3 separate regions of the Mus musculus genome follow, and regions 2 and 3 are each linked to region 1. A link is a contact called in public HiChIP or PLAC-seq and promoter capture Hi-C data. All regions are on one chromosome and are shown on one strand. Each heading gives the region's core, a stretch centred on a gene start, on an enhancer-like site or on the middle of the called end of the contact. The rest is flanking DNA. Distances are from core to core; before and after follow the strand shown. Region 1 holds the start of 4932438A13Rik (RIKEN cDNA 4932438A13 gene). Region 2 has its middle 32 kb from the start of Cetn4. Region 3 overlaps Fgf2os (a long non-coding RNA gene).

What was found. Promoter capture Hi-C pulls out the DNA fragments that hold promoters and counts their contacts. HiChIP or PLAC-seq counts read pairs in DNA pulled down with a chosen protein or histone mark.
Region 2: a promoter capture Hi-C map of hematopoietic stem and progenitor cells shows a contact between it and region 1, with 2.7 times the contacts expected there. The contact joins the enhancer-like site here to the promoter of 4932438A13Rik in region 1. A contact is called at or near these places in 4 of 39 promoter capture datasets (the HPC-7 cell line, embryonic stem cells, hematopoietic stem and progenitor cells and 1 more), 1 of 484 Hi-C or Micro-C datasets (nephron progenitors), 1 of 115 datasets of contacts at active chromatin or transcription factors (memory CD8 T cells) and 3 of 9 other capture datasets (adipose tissue, liver and macrophages).
Region 3: a contact with region 1 is called in an H3K4me3 HiChIP or PLAC-seq map of bone marrow-derived macrophages, with 4 times the contacts expected there. The contact joins the enhancer-like site here to the promoter of 4932438A13Rik in region 1. A contact is called at or near these places in 1 of 115 datasets of contacts at active chromatin or transcription factors (bone marrow-derived macrophages) and 3 of 9 other capture datasets (liver, macrophages and pancreatic islet).

What each region holds. Positions count from the first base shown.
Region 1 is chr3:36,861,703-36,864,829 of GRCm38.p6, reverse strand. It overlaps 4932438A13Rik (RIKEN cDNA 4932438A13 gene), which reads right to left and starts at 1,724. Exons shown (of 86, transcript NM_172679.2): 1 at 1,482-1,724; 2 at 345-443.
Region 2 is chr3:37,279,087-37,282,277 of GRCm38.p6, reverse strand. No RefSeq gene overlaps it. Among named protein-coding and RNA genes, the nearest start is that of Cetn4, 32 kb to the left of the region's middle. Within about 2 kb of position 1,572, at least 44 of the 459 cell types and tissues checked have an H3K27ac peak or open chromatin away from gene starts, as enhancers often do. A contact at or near this core is called in the HPC-7 cell line, hematopoietic stem and progenitor cells and memory CD8 T cells, where this site is marked.
Region 3 is chr3:37,330,850-37,334,008 of GRCm38.p6, reverse strand. It overlaps Fgf2os (a long non-coding RNA gene), which reads left to right. Exons shown (of 4, transcript XR_003954461.1): 4 at 1-3,159. Among named protein-coding and RNA genes, the nearest start is that of Fgf2, 16 kb to the left of the region's middle. Within about 2 kb of position 1,753, at least 43 of the 459 cell types and tissues checked have an H3K27ac peak or open chromatin away from gene starts, as enhancers often do. A contact at or near this core is called in bone marrow-derived macrophages, where this site is marked.

The sequences.
Region 1 (3,127 bases), core at 475-2,974:
AAGGCAAATTACTACAACAATAACAAGCGCACACAGAGACATATAAATATTCTTTTCTAAGCATTTTGTAAACATGAGCAAATAATAGAGCAAGCAAAAGAAAAGCAAACTGGCACCCGGCGATGGTTGGTCCCTCCCCTGGGCGTTCCTATGCCAATGCAAAAGTTAAGCACTTGAGTTAATTATCAATCAGGTATCCAGGTATCAGCAGTCCAAAATGCAGATGGAATGATTTGTGGGTCACAGATGGACTGAATCACAAATGAAGCATAAAGTTAACTTTTCTCTATCTGGACTTTAATAAGAAATTAGATTTTTTTTAAATCTTAGGCAGAAATACTTACACAAGATTTCTTGTTTTATTTTGTTTAGTTTTTTAATCTTCAATGTTGTTTATCTTTCCTCTTCTGAAGGTCCTTCTGCAGCGCTTCATCTTAACAAGTCTGAAAAGACCAGCATATCAATCAATTAGAAAAGGTATCCTAACTTTGTTGGTAGAGCAACCGTTTCAAACTAAATTATTTAAACACACCAGGAAACTCTTCAGTATTTGGTCCAATGTTACATTCCTACACCTCAAATAAGACTAAAATAATTTAAGAACCACTTTATATGTAAAAGAAACATAGGAGTCCACGAGGTAGGAGTCAGGATGCTAATGGTGACGTTCTACCTGCGAGGCACACTTAAAAGTGCAGCCTTGAAAGAATGTTTCTACTGACACCGAGTCTGCTGGAAAGAACTGTGCCTTCATTTCCTCTCTACTCTGGGCACCTGGCACATTTTATCACAGGGCACTTGCCTTGCAAACTTTTAAGGCATTTGAGTAATGGGGGGGGGGTGGCATGCTAACTGAGGGGCCATAAAGTGAGAAAGTCAGGTTTGAAACAGTTCTGTTCCAAGGTTCTCAGCTACAAAGTGGGGAAAGGCTTCACCTTTTTGTTACAAACTGTATGAGCGCATATTAAAATAGCACATAGCAGTCATTGCTAAGTCAAATATTCTGACTAACTCATCCACTTTTATACTTGTCAGATTAAATCTGCTTCGTTGTCATGCACGGGATGAAAGCAGCAACGCGAAACCACCTGAAACCTACTTTCTCCGTTCCAGAACCCATGACTGCTCAGAGGAAATTTACAAGAATTCGTCCCCTTTACCGGACATCCCACTGTCAACACCACAACCGATGGGGCGAGGAAGGAAGAAATCTAATATTCCCCGGATGGAAGATAACCCTTGTGGACCTTCCTCTGGCAGGAGAGGTGTCCACTCAGGTATGCCCTACCAGACGAGGGCCGAGCCAACCCGGGGCGCTCGGCCCTGCCCACCCCGCCAGGTCCGCGCGCCCGCCCCCCCCGCCCGCAACCCCAGCACCCGGCTGTCAGGGCCTGCTAGGCCTCCACCTTAACCTCCGACCTCCGACCTCCGACCCCCAGGCCCGCGCCACAGCCGCGACCCCGCAAACCTTCCAGACTCACCCGGAAAGGCGCTGCCCACCTCGCCACCTCCCAGCCCTCACCGCGCGCAGCCTCTCGAGCTCCTCTCACTTGACAGCACAACAGCCCCGAGTCGGGACCTCCGCTGATGCTTACACCCTCAGCCTGTAGCACGTCCAGCTCGGCCCGCCGCCTCGGACACCCATGGGGCGGAGGAGTAGAGCCGAGGCAGGAGTGGAGGCCAGCGGCACCGCAGCTGCGTCAACTGGCAGCGTATCACGTCAAGGCGCCAGCGCCTCCGTGTACGCCACTCTGGCCCCGCCCAAGAACCGAGTTAGCCCCGCCCCTCACTGGCACCAGGCCCGAACGGAGAAGCGCCGCTTGGGCCGGGGGCGGGGCCGGGGCGGGGCGGGCCGGGGCGGAGGCGGGGCCTTGGAAGGCCGGGGCAGAGGACAGGGCTTAGGCCCTAGGGATGAGATCTAGGTCAATGGGGCAAAGCCTGAGCTTCAGGACCAAACTAAAGACTAAAGTTGGAACCTGTGCCTAGAGGCGAATCCTGTTTTTACAAGAGAACAGGCCTGAGCAGAGGGGCGGGGCCATGTCCACAGGGCGTAGCCTAGTCTGAGAGACACAGGTCACTACTGATTTGAAAACTACCTTGTTCCAGATTCCAATTGTGGCGTGGGGGTTGTAAACATCGTCCTGATAATGTAGACAGTATAATCAACGTAGGAAAAGGAAGCCAGAAAAAGGAGAGTCTGCTAGCTATGGCATGCATCTCACAGAAGATGCATTTGATGTATGAAACACTGACCTAGGAAATTAACCAAATATTTTAATTTTTCACAAATTAAAACCTAAGGCTCAGGAAGTTGAAGTACTTTGTCAGTTTAGAGATCTAGGATTTGAGCCCCAGCGCCACAGCTTCCAGTACATTCTCTACACTACCTGTCAATATCTAAGCCTCTGGTTCTAAGAGTTCAGGTCACTCAACATTTCCACTTGGGGGTGGGAGCATCCACTTTTAAACAGATGTGAAGCCAGATATAATAAATAAATAAATAAAGTCTTAGCAAGAGTTCTTTGAACTAGAAGTGACTGAGATATGATTCAGTTTCCCCAAAACAAAACAAAACTGAAACTAAATTGCTCCAGAGATAAGAAGATCTTAGGATAGCAAGAAGAGAAGTATAATTCACAGCAGACTTCCTCTACAGTGAGTGAGGAATTGGAGAATCTGAACACTTACTTGTCTCCTTTCTTCTTATCCCCTGAGGAAGAGCCACCCTGAGCTACAGGTGTAAAAGAGATGACATCTTCAAGATGAGTTATTCATCGTAGAGCTTTTCTATTCCAAGGGCCTCTAACCCTGGGAAGATGATTAAGCAAAGAGTTCAGGGTGGCTCAGGAAATTTACATAGCAACACTTCCTGGCTCTTGAACCTTCCCCCTACTTTGACTTTTCACCAGCATGTGAAAAATGCAGATGGTGTCAGAAAAAGAAAAAGAAAAAAAAACTGCCTCCAGCAAATACAATGTGAACTTCTCTAGCTGGACATAGCTAAAGTATGCATAGCATCCCAGCACATTGGAAAAGCCTGGGTTTGAGACCAATAGAGAAACTTCTGGACCAGCCTGAGCTACATCAAAAAGAAAAAAAAAAAAAAGAATTTCATAACAAAAACCAG
Region 2 (3,191 bases), core at 323-2,822, 420 kb before region 1:
TCCACGTGGGAAGTCTAACCTGAGGTTTGGGAGTGGTTTGTGTGTGTGTGTGTGTGTGTGTGTGTGTGTGTGTGTGTGTGTGTGTGACTATTTACTGTTGGCTCTCAGCCACATTTGTTAGAGTACTGGACATGGGTGACGGGCATGGAGTGGCCTAGCCAGTGATTCTGTAGCTACAAACCACTCTTCCCTCCCTAGAGGAGAGAAGACAAAGGGAAACCCAGTGTACATTCATGACCCATGCTAAACGCAGGAAACTGACTTTCCTCCTCTTACTGGGTGGTAGAAACTCTTCTGTGATCGTCCTCTGTCTTATTGACAAGTGAATTACACCTCAAATATTCATTAGCACACAGTCAGAGCCCTGTCCAGTAAGCCGGGTTGTCTTCTACTTGACAAATGCACCCAAACTTACTGTGATGTTAAGATACCCATTGTATTGATAATAACCTCTCCAGTTCTGTATATTTTCAAAATGCAGCTAGTCAGAAAAAAAAAAAAACTAGTCAAATCGGTAAGGCATGTGCCTCTTTTTAAAAGTGGATGTTAAATTTACAACTTATCGTTTTTTAATTAATTCTCATTTCAATATTACAATTCATTGGAAACTATCATCTAAGCATTCTGTCATTTCAAAATATATTTATCTTTAATTAGAAAAAATTCAATTTAACTAGAATTGGGCCATGCCAAACTTTCCAAAATATTACACTTGAAGTTTTGGTTGATGGTTGTCATCTTCCTAGTGTTAATGTACAAAGTGAAGAATAACCCTGATCACGACTTGCAGTCATTTTTATTCAGAAAAGAAAACCTCCTCCCACAGTTATTGGAGGCCCCAATGGCCCCTAGAAGTTCGTGCAATAATTGCTTTCAAAGGAATGTATGAGTCGCTTTTCTAGGCAGTCACCCACTCCTTTCTCTGATGATTAGAATTTCAAAAGTGAAAACATCACTTTTTCTTATTGTTACCGAAGCTGGATCATGAACGTCAAGATTCAGGGCACTAGGGAAGTGCAGGTCAAGTGTAAGATGCCAGGAACCATCGGCCACTTTCACGCAGAGCCTTCCCATCACTGCTCATGGAGGGTGTGTGAGCTCCCGGGCAGCCACCTGCACAACTTTCCACTGCGTGGAATTCCATCCGTTTAATCAAACCGAAACAAAAGGTAGTGTTGAGGTCCTTGGACCTTAAAAGATTTCCTTCCTGATACATTATCTTGTTAACCCATTACATCATTCAAAAAACCAAATACCCCAGCTCAGCACACAGGAAATGTAAGAAAAAGAGGAACTAGAAAACATAATGTTATACACGTGTATACCACACACAGACACAGACAGAATATAGAAAACTCAATCATTTATTAAACACGTGTAAGGGGACTTAGTATGTTTGAAATTATAAGCCTTGCCGATTAGTTTTTCTAATTTTGCAAAGAAAGTAATAAATTATGACACAATCCTAATTGGTGGTAGAATTATGTGACAGGGGTCTACACTTACATGCACAGAACATGCAGCTGCTTCAGCCCTGTGCCACTGATGCTGCCATCCTATGGGCCCAGGTTCTGCTGGAACTCAGGAGGTTTAGACACATGGACGAATGAGTAACCACTCAGTATCCCTGTGGCTTCAATCTCAGTCTGTTTAAATACAAGACAAATGACAACTTCAGCTAGTTCTGGCAGTTGCATTGGGTGATTCTGTCTTTGATACATGTCCCAACCTTCAGGATTTCTCCCTTGGGAAGCTTTCCTATGCTCTGAGGTATGACGGTGAAGAGATGGGCATCTAGGCACCAGAGTAGCTTGTGTCCTCTGAGATCTGGCTGCCTGGGAGCCTGCCTGTTCTGAGATCTGAGACTGAGTTATCTGATCTGGTCTCTCTCAGTTTGGTGTGACCTCCTCTCAGTGGTGGCTTGGGCCACAACAGTCAGTTGATGCCTGGCTTCAGAGTCCTGTTGGGAAACCAGGACCACCAGCTGCCTTCTGTAGCCTTCTTCCTGGCAGTGGGTATTTCTGAGCTTTGTGTTGTTTGAGCATCAAGGGAAATTAAGAAACAAAAAACAAAACCCAAACAACAACAACAACAACAACAACAAAACCCACAAACAAACAAAACAACTTGTGTTTTATAAAAAGAAAAGGAAGCTAGGGATATGTTTGGTAGAGGCGCAGTATGGTGAGGTGGAAGGGGGTGCATCTTCCCGCCCATGCTAAGACATCCCTTTCCTCTGAGGTACCAGCCATATGATGGATATAGTATGGAATAGAGTCTATTTAGGGCATGGGGAGGGGAGTTGAGGAGGGAGTAGAGAGAGAGAAAGGCAGAGAGAGAAAGAGAGGAGAGACTGGGGGTGGGGGGAGAGGCCAGTCAGGAACCTGTGGAGAGAGAGGGAGAGGGGGAGAGGAATGGGGAAAGAAGGGTGTGTGTGTGTGTGTGTGTGTGTGTGTGAGAGAGAGAGAGAGAGAGAGAGAGAGAGAGAGAGAGAGAGAGAGAGAGAGGGGAGGGGGCAGACAGGCCCCTTTAGAGTGAGCCAGAATACCTAGCTGTTGCCAGGTAACTGTAGTACCTAGAAGGAATACCAACATTCCTCCATTTTGGTTTAATTTAAAAAAGGAAATATTAGAAAGAGGTGATGATGAAGCAGGAATAGGGTTGTCATGATCTTTAGCTACTTCCTGCTGACTTTGGGGTGACATGTCTCTGGGAAGCCTAAGAAAATGAGTATGGGGATGTTGGTCCAGTCTTAGGAGAGTTGGCTATTTCCTTGCTGTCCAGGGTCTGTGGATAGGAAGGAGCAGGTCCAGTAAAAGTATCTGTGTCTGTGAGAATAGATCGGAGCATCTCTGGGTTACTTCTCTGGAGCTGTTCTGGATATAGATTTTGAGCAAACACCTGGACTTGGCAAGATGTTAAAACACACACACACACACACACACACACACACACACACACACACACACACACACACACACAGGTTAGAGATAGAGAATAAAGTTAAGAACCTTTGGTAGAAAACATTTTTCTTAGGTGCACATTTGCAACCCTAAGATCTTGGTGGTTGAGGGCGAGTCCCAATCCTGGAGCACAGGAGAGGAGTCCCATCCTCTGGAAAAGGTAACAAGTAGGAACTTGGGCTATTGGTTGGCAGGTGTCCTTACCTGGATGGAGTCTGTTTGGTCCAC
Region 3 (3,159 bases), core at 504-3,003, 470 kb before region 1:
ATCAAATCACATGTGAGGTATTGGGTGAGAAAGTCACACCTCTGTGCAGCTGCTTGCTCTCTCCTAATGTGTGCAGTTCTAGAAGAGCTGGCCCACCCCAAAAAGGACATTAATCCCTCCCAAGGTAACCCAATCTCCTCCCACTAGATCTTACTAGGTCTTACAAATTCCACTACCTCTCAGTACCTGTAAGCTGGGATCAGGCCCTCAGTGTATGGACCTTTGGGAAACTAGCAGTATGCACACTAAGCAGGCAAGAAAGACAAGAGAAAGGAGATATGCAGTAGGAAAACATTAGTGCTCATATGGATATCTGCAGCCACATATGTGTTCCACAGCTCCCAACCTACTGGAAAATTCTTATTCCGTTGCTTATTGTTTTGTTATTACCAAAGCAAGACACACACTTAATGTAATAGTAACAAATGAAGGACATTAAAGGTCATCTAGACACAGACAACAGCACCAGGCCCCGTGCTCAGCTTAAGTACCTGTTTGCTGTCGCCATCTTGAAATTCTTAATTTTTGAGCAAGAGTTAAGTTTGTTTCTATGTTTTTTTCTAAAACAAATAGGCATACATTTCTATTTTTATGATTTTAATATAAAACTATGCTATATGTACATTGTTACTTCTGTCTTTTGCTCATATTTTATATATCCTCAGCATCATTTTTTTTAACTAGGTATTTTCCTCCAACATTTCCAATGCTATCCCAAAAGTTCCCCATACCCTCCCCCCTACCCACCCACTCCCACTTTTTGGCCCTGAAGTTCCCCTGTACTGGGGCATATAAAGTTTGCAAGTCCAATGGGCCTCTCTTTCCTCAACATCATTTTAAGGGTAGATAGTACTCTATAAAGTATGGATATGTTTATTTATATTTGTTTTTAATCAAGTTATTTATTTATAGTTGTTTGTCCATATGGGGATATGTACATGTAAGTGCAGGTACACACAAAGATGACAAGAGGGTGTGAGATCTCTTAAAGCTGGAGTTACAGGAGGTTATGAGCCACCCAAAGGGGGTGACAGGAACCGAACTGTCCCCTGCAAGAGCAGTGAATCAATGATCCCTCTCTCTAGCCCTCAGAATGGTTGAATAGCAATTAATTTACAATATATAGTGGTTTTATTGATTGTAATTTTCCATAGAATTCTGATGTGCTTGATAACCAGTAGAGGCAAATATATCTTTTATTCTAATCTTAATTATTGATATTAACTCTCAGATCATACCTTATACATCACATAGTAAATTAATCTAGATCTACATCTCTAGGTTTCAGAATGGTTACAGTGGGTTAAAGAGGCCACGGTAGAGTTCAAGAAGCTCCAAGAGGCCTAAGAAGCAGAAGCAGGGGAAGCTGACAGAGACCCAAGAGGCTCTGTGGGGAGTAAAGGCCCTGTGCACCTTCCAGGGCCAAACTTCAGGTCAAAGCTGAACTGGGACTCACAGTCTAGCTAAACTGCAGAATCAAGGCAAAGGACTGTGGAAGTTGAAGAGATAAACTGAAGTACTGGGTTCAGATGGAGAGCAACTTGAGGACGCCACATCAACAGGAGGTACAGAGCCAACAAGAGCTCTCTGCCTGCTGTTCCTTGACACAATGAGTCGTTTGATGACATATCTATGGGGAAACTGCCATCGCAGGGCCAAGTGCCTTCCTCTTTCCGAGGTCCAGACAAGGGTGTTGTATCACTTCCTTCTGGAGGGATACTTCTTAAATTCTCAGGCATGGTTTTGCTGATAAGATTGTAATACATCCATGTGTCATGTGTCCCTTATTTGTGACCTCCACCCAGCCTGAAGCTGGCTGAACCAGACCTCAACTTTGCTGCCACTAAGGAGATTACCTAGGGTGGAGCCTGCCTCCCTAGATTACTCTATTGTTCAGCCACTGTCGCTGCTACCAGCTGGGAGTTGGCCTAGCTATTCTGGAGACTACACCCTATCCTGCACGTGGTCACCTGCAGCTGGGCGCCAAGGGTGAATTGGTGGGAATAGGCCTCCCCCCTCCTTTATAAAGCGTGTCTGCCATTAAACATTTGAACCTTGAGCAGACTAGCACGTCTTGGTTCCATTATTTCTCGACCCACCTAGATTCCCTCTTCTCTTTCAGCTCCAGGCTGCCTCCCAGGCTCGAACCCAGACATGAGAGCCACAGGCCGGCCCCAACACTTATTGACTTAATAAGTTTATAGAGTCGCAATTTTTCTACTTCTCAAAATAATTTTTATTTATCAGTCTGTGCCTGCTGGGTGGGTGGTTCTGGCACATGGTGGTGTTTTACGCTCTCTGAGGTGTAGAGTCATCCTGTCTTTGTATTTACACTCGAAATGGAACCATGTTGCTAGTAACAAGGAGTCACTCAGCAAAGTCTAGCCTGAAAGACAGTTCCAATCTCACAACTGCAACAGCATCTGGATTTGGTAGCAAAGGCTAGGGGGTAGAGTCACTGATGCTGGCTAATCTAAGAGAGTGAGTGGTGAAGGAAGAGAACTGGAGTGGAAGAAGGTGTTCTGTAATACTGAAGCCTCAGATATGCTTCCGGACATATGGACTGTCAGCAGGGCAGAAAATGGGACACAACTCTGTTGTTGCCAAACAGCAGCCTGAGGACTTCCTCCTCCTCCACCACCACCACCACCATCAATTTATTGTATTTTACTTTAATTTTTTTAAGGGACCTCAGCTCAGGCTAGCCAGTGTAAAAAACTATTTCAGGACAAGCTAGCATGAAGCAGAAACTTTCCGTATAGAGGAAGGGTTAAGAGGAAGAGAAGTTCTTAGGGACACACACTTGAATGTTTGAGGGTGGGCTTCTCTATGTCTAGGGCCCATTTACATTTCTCCTCCCTCCTCTGATTTTCTCGGTGAGGCATATGCCTGCTGGCTAGTCTCAATAGCCAAATGATGTCTAAGCAATGGTCTCTTCAAAGAATTTGTCTGCTAAAGAACCTCCAAGGGGTTTGCACTGTTTTCTGAATCAAGGGTGGCTTTCTACAGTGGGATCCACTACATTCTCTGGCTTCTCCTACCCTTCTTGCTTATTGGCTACTTGCCACTTTTAACACTGCAGCTGCATAGAGGGAACTTTGTTTGGTAACTCTTCTACATTGAATCATTGCCCATGATACAGTCTCACACCAAGCCTCT